2 separate regions of the Mus musculus genome follow, and region 2 is linked to region 1. Evidence: chromatin contacts called from public HiChIP or PLAC-seq data. All regions are on one chromosome and are shown on one strand. Each heading gives the region's core, a stretch centred on a gene start, on an enhancer-like site or on the middle of the called end of the contact. The rest is flanking DNA. Distances are from core to core; before and after follow the strand shown.

What was found. HiChIP or PLAC-seq counts read pairs in DNA pulled down with a chosen protein or histone mark.
Region 2: an H3K27ac HiChIP or PLAC-seq map of a colorectal cancer cell line shows a contact between it and region 1, with 2.6 times the contacts expected there. The contact joins two enhancer-like sites. A contact is called at or near these places in 1 of 15 datasets of contacts at CTCF or cohesin (the NIH/3T3 cell line), 2 of 484 Hi-C or Micro-C datasets (group 2 innate lymphoid cells and nephron progenitors) and 2 of 115 datasets of contacts at active chromatin or transcription factors (a colorectal cancer cell line and pancreatic cancer cells).

What each region holds. Positions count from the first base shown.
Region 1 is chr5:101,119,419-101,122,182 of GRCm38.p6, reverse strand. No RefSeq gene overlaps it. Among named protein-coding and RNA genes, the nearest start is that of Gm36851, 120 kb to the left of the region's middle. Within about 2 kb of position 1,387, at least 10 of the 459 cell types and tissues checked have an H3K27ac peak or open chromatin away from gene starts, as enhancers often do. A contact at or near this core is called in a colorectal cancer cell line, where this site is marked.
Region 2 is chr5:101,249,249-101,252,194 of GRCm38.p6, reverse strand. No RefSeq gene overlaps it. Among named protein-coding and RNA genes, the nearest start is that of Gm36851, 11 kb to the right of the region's middle. Within about 2 kb of position 1,569, at least 15 of the 459 cell types and tissues checked have an H3K27ac peak or open chromatin away from gene starts, as enhancers often do. A contact at or near this core is called in a colorectal cancer cell line, where this site is marked.

The DNA of each region.
Region 1 (2,764 bases), core at 138-2,637:
ATCTTCTGTAGTGTTGCATTGGTCTGTGTACATGTCTGATGTTGTTCGGGACCATATTGGCTTTGTCACTACACTTTTGTGGTGTATTTTGAGGTGAGTAGTGTGATGTTTCCAGCTGCATGCCTTTTATTTTGAAGTGCATTGGCTACCTGTGGTCTTAAGTATTTCCAAACAGACTTTAGAATTTAATCTGAATCTATGAAGAATATCACTGTAATTTTTATGAGCTTACATGGATACTGTAGATTGCTTTGGGTCATATCACCATCTTCAAAACATTCATCCTTCCAGTGACAGTTTGAACACAAGTCCAGGTTTCTTTGAGCACAAGTCTCTCTCACAGCAGATGGCAGTAGTTATGAGCTATGGCCTATGAAAACCCTGTTGCTGGGCTATGACCTTAGCCTTCTGAGAGGTATTGTGCCCTCAAACATCATGTCTTTATATAAATCTCCACCTAACCCCTTTTTTTGGCACAGCCTTATTCTGTTGAGAGGTTGGGAATAGTACATGACTCTGGTGGAGCTACACAGAAGTTTGTGTTCAGGCATCATCGCCTGCAGTCATGACCCTAGCTGGAGACTGAGAGTCCTGGGAGGATTGTAGAAGCTGTTTCTCTCTGCTTCAGTGGAACCATGAGAATGAACTTCTGGGTTGCATGTGATAGCAAGCTACCTGAAGACTCAGCCTGATAAACCAGTAGTCTACAGGCATAAAGGATGGAAATGAAAATATTACCAGAAAATGCAAAAGCTGGACATTTATGCAACTTCTAGAAGAGTAAAAATAAAGTCAACTCATAAAGCACAGATTTTTTTTAATACTCACTAAATACTTTGTGCACTGATACTATTTTAACTCTGTTTAAGCCAATTCCTTGCATAATTCAAAACTGGCAGAAAAGTAGACATTGCACACATTACATGCTCCATTAGAATTATAGTCACCGCCAAAATAAGACAAACAGAGATTCCAGAGCCTTAGGCAATTTAGAAAGGAAAATAAAAATACCCTTGAACCTCAGTAAAAAGAATCTAAGAATCAATTTTTCAAAGCTACCCATAGTGGTTGAAAATAGCAACATCACAGCACAGAGCTCTGGGACTTAGCACAGTTCTGTTTTAGGGCATGTTGTTGCTATTGTTATTGGATCTCCCCCAAGAGGTCACTGTGGCTTGTAGCCAAGAGCCATTCTGGGGGCACTGATTACCCAGGCATGCCAGAGGACCTCACTTAAGCAACCATGATATAAGCAAAGCAAAACAGACATCAATAGTCATTGCTTCTATAACCAGAAAAAAAAATTCACTTCAAATAACTAATCCCTGTGGGTTCTCTTTAAATAGTAGGTAACCAATGCGCCTCAGTGTTTATTTGCTGTCCCCTCTGCCCCCAAGTTCACAAGCAGGAAACGTAAGGCACTGACTAAAGATTAGTCAGAACTAAAGTTAAGCACTTCTGAGACGATAATTATGAAAAAGTAATTACATTAGATTGACTCAGTGTTTTGGAAACGTGCCAAATGCTCAAAATGACTAATACCTTTGCTTCTCCATCAGTCTTTGTTAGGCAAAATAACAAAACCTTCACCGAAGATGCTACCACCACCAAGATCTGGATATCACAAATTCCCCACCTGGACTAAATTTGACTGTACTCATCTGATTTCTTAGACAGTCTCAATTCCAAAATGCATAAATGATTTGCCACTAAGTAATCAGACATTTGAGTCATTTTCATATTATTTATTTTTTCATTCATATCACAAAGTCAATAATAAGGCTGTTATAGGACATTTAAATAATGCCATAAAATACAAAGTAATCATGTATAATTTTGGCAACTCAAAACAGCGACTCTTGCCATTCCAATGTTTTGTGTGCTTTTATTACAATATGAGAGCCATGCTGTGGATATTGCTTTGTAGTCTTCCCTTCTTTTCACATAATAACATACTCTAAGCTTTTTCATGGTGTCAAATTCTATTCTACCATGTCATTCTTAAAACTATATTTCAGAACATGAGTATCAAATTAATTATCAAAACAGACACCCCTATTGTAAGATTTGTGGGTTGTTTTCAATTTTTTTATTATTATAAATACTTTGCTTAAGAGGCATAAATTGCTATGGACATTTGTGTTTCTTTGGGACACACTCTTAGGAGTTAAAATGCCAGTTTTAAAAGAAACCACTCTAGATTGCCAAGAGACGCTCACCCTCCTACCCTGCCCAAGCACCATGAGTTATAACCCCTGTGCCCTCTCTAACAATTACCCTTACTAGTTTTGAAACTTTTCTTAACTGATGAGCAATTAGATAACTTTCTGTCTCTCTTCTATTCAACCACTGGAACCTGGTTATATTTTCTTTACTTGTCTGTTGAATTTGTCCAGTACTGGTTCACCTGATTCCCAGGGTGTTGTATGTACAAGAAATTAGGGTCTTGTTTCACAACTTTCCCTTGCTTAGTTTCCCTTCTGTACAACTGGTGATGGATGTTTTAATATAAAAGAACAAGAGATTGCTTTATAATAAAATAGGTTTAAAAAAAAAAGAAACAAAGTGAGGCTAGAATTTGCAACTTTAAGAACATTTACCAAGAGTCTTCATTTTGGCCCCAAAAAACCTCCAATGAGTTTTTGTCAATATATTTAAATGATTCTTAATTTGTTGGAGAAAATTTAGGAATATATAATTAGTAATTGTGTAGGTCCTTCTCATCCTCCAAAAATATGAAAAGTTATATGCTAGTAATGTATGT
Region 2 (2,946 bases), core at 320-2,819, 130 kb before region 1:
GGATTCCTGAGTACTAACACAATTTTGTGATGTGATCACAGGGTCTTACTTAATTTTTATGACCTTTATTGGGGGGGTGTTTTTGCTTTTTAAAAATTTATTTATTTATTCATTTTACATCCCAATATCAGTCCTCGTCCTCCCAGTCTCTCCTCATGCAGACTGTCCTTCCACTCCTCCTCACCTCCACACACTCCCTTCCATTTTTATATTTTTGGGTTTTTTGTTTGTTTGTTTCATTTTCCTTAAGTGTCCAATACAATCTGAATGCAAATAATGAAGACAAAACCTGTCTTCTTTTGTTACTGATCTGAAGAGATTTCTCTCACCATTGTATAATGTTAGCTTCATGATGTTATTTTAAGATTCTTATTTTATTATTGAGAAATTTCCTTCCAGTTTCTACATTTCAGGAATCTTTTAAAGATTTATTTTTAGGTATTTTAAACTATTTATTTTATTTTATGTGTATGGCTGTTTTACTCACAAGTATGTTTATGCACTACATGTGTGCCCTGAACCTGCAGGTATCAGAAGAGGGCACTGAATCCCCTGACACTGGAGTTGTGGACAGCTGTGAGCCACCGTGGGTGCTGGGGAACTTGTATCTTCTGCAAGAACAAAAAGTGCTCTGAACTGCTGAGCCATCTCTACAGTCCTTGATTTATTTATTTTTATTTTATGTACATGAATTTTTCCTTTCATGTATGTCTGTGCACCACATCCATGCAACATCTGCAGAGACCAAGAGGAGGTATCTGATCCTCTGGAACTGTAGTTCCACATAGTAGTGAGCCACCTTGTGAGTCCTGGGAACTCCAGGTCATCTGCTGGAGCAACACGTAGTCATAGAGAAATAGTGACTTTTATCAAATACCTTTCTCCCATAAGCATTATAATAGTCATTCAAATTGGGGTATGGGAGGTTAAAAGTATGCATTTTAATCCCCAGAGGAGACATAAAAAATGATGCAAGCAATTATGGATATAAAAGGTAATAGAAAAGACTGAAAATGTGATCTTAGAAAGAAAGTCAGTAAGAACAAATGGAGTGAGTAGCCCAAAAGCAAGACAGATACTGGAGTTATCATGTCACAATCAACAGAGATGCCAGTCACTATGTCACAATCAAACAAGACCAAAGTTATCATGTGACAATCAACAAAGACCTGAGATACCTTGTTACAGTCAACAGAGACCTGAGTCATCATCTCACAATCAACAGAGATCCAAGTTACCATGTCACAATCAACAAAGACCCGAGTCACTATGTCAACATCAACAGAGACCTGAGTCATCCCATCACAATCAACATAGACACAAGTCACCATGTCACAATAAACAGAGACTCAAGTCATCACATCACAATCAACAGAGACCCAATTTATCATGTCACAATCATCAGAGACCCAGGTTGCCATGTCACAATCAATAGAGACTTGAATCGCCATGTCACAGTCAACAGAGATCTGAGTTATCACATCAGAATCATTAGAGACCCAAGTCATCCCCTCATGGTCAACAGTGATCTGAGTCACCATGTCACAATCAACAGAGACCTGAGTCACTTTGTCACAATCAACAGAGACACAAGTCATCACATCACAGTCAACACAGACTGAGTCATCATTAGGGTCAACAGAGACCGGAGTCATAAATAATGTCATGGCCACACTAAATCTGAGGACTTTTTATTGTCTGTGTGTGTGTTGTAAAACGCACCCTAATATTTTATTTTTGTTTATTCTCATCTATATAAATTTTACAATGCTAAACAAAGACTCCCTTTCAGTATTTAATGACACACATGACATTCCTGAGGTTCCTCCTTCTCCTCAGCTACAAGTCCCCTCAGCTGTAGATGTCATCTTGTGTTTTTACAGTTCAGTTGAGCTGGTGTGGAATTCTCACCTCGTATTTTCAGTTTTCAATAATTTGATTGTGACAATACCTCAGCATGGCTTTCTTGACCTTGTTGTTTACCCTTCTGAGGTCTGCTGAACTGGGGTCTTATGTATCACTGCTCTGATCACATTTGGTTTTTTTCATCCATTATTTCTTCAAGGAAATTCTCTTTCCTTTCTTTCTGGGGCTCAATCACTAAAGAACATTTTTGATGCCTTAGGTGTCTTTGTTTTCTTTCTTTCTCTGATCACTGCAGTGAAATAATTTAATTGATATTCGCTAAAGTTTTGTTGATGCCTTTCCCTCTCCCACACAATTTTAAATCTATCAAAAATGTGAGTTTCTAACATTTCATTTTCCATTTAAACCTTCTCACTGTTTTTTCTGGAGCTTGTGTTCTCATGGTTACTTATAAGTATGGTGATGGTGAAGGACCTTTACATTGGTGCATCTCTTCAGTGGTGGAGGAACACAGACTCTTATATCTTATGCCCATCATTAAATCTCCAATGATGACAACAGGGAAATTTACCTAAAGTATTTAAGGGCATATGTAAAATGAGATAGAGATAATACAGTTGTGTGGAAGAGCAAAGAGAATGTGATATCCATACCATGTAAGAAAAGAATGGAGATTAAGAACTGGACCAGCCTTAGGATGCATGTAGGGGTCTCTGTCCTAGAGAAGTTCAATGATGGATTACGGCAATGCTCATGACCTAGAATTACTCCTAAATCAGAAGTAGGCCACTGGGCAAATGCCCTTCAAAACCAATATTAGACACAGAGTTTTAAATCTAGATCTTGGAAAAATATCACAATTACTCTTAAAATCCAGCATCCTGGAGCTGAAGAGCACGAGAAGAATTTTTATGGAGGACTTACCTGCCTAAATCCTTCCACTAACGTGACTCACAGCAGCAGCACAGCAGTGCTATGTCGTGCTGAGTTAGACTGAAGATCTGTTTTATGTCTTGTTCAAGTCCAGCTCATCTGTGACTGTGCCATTCTCATGAAAATATGAAAGCTTTTAGGAGATAG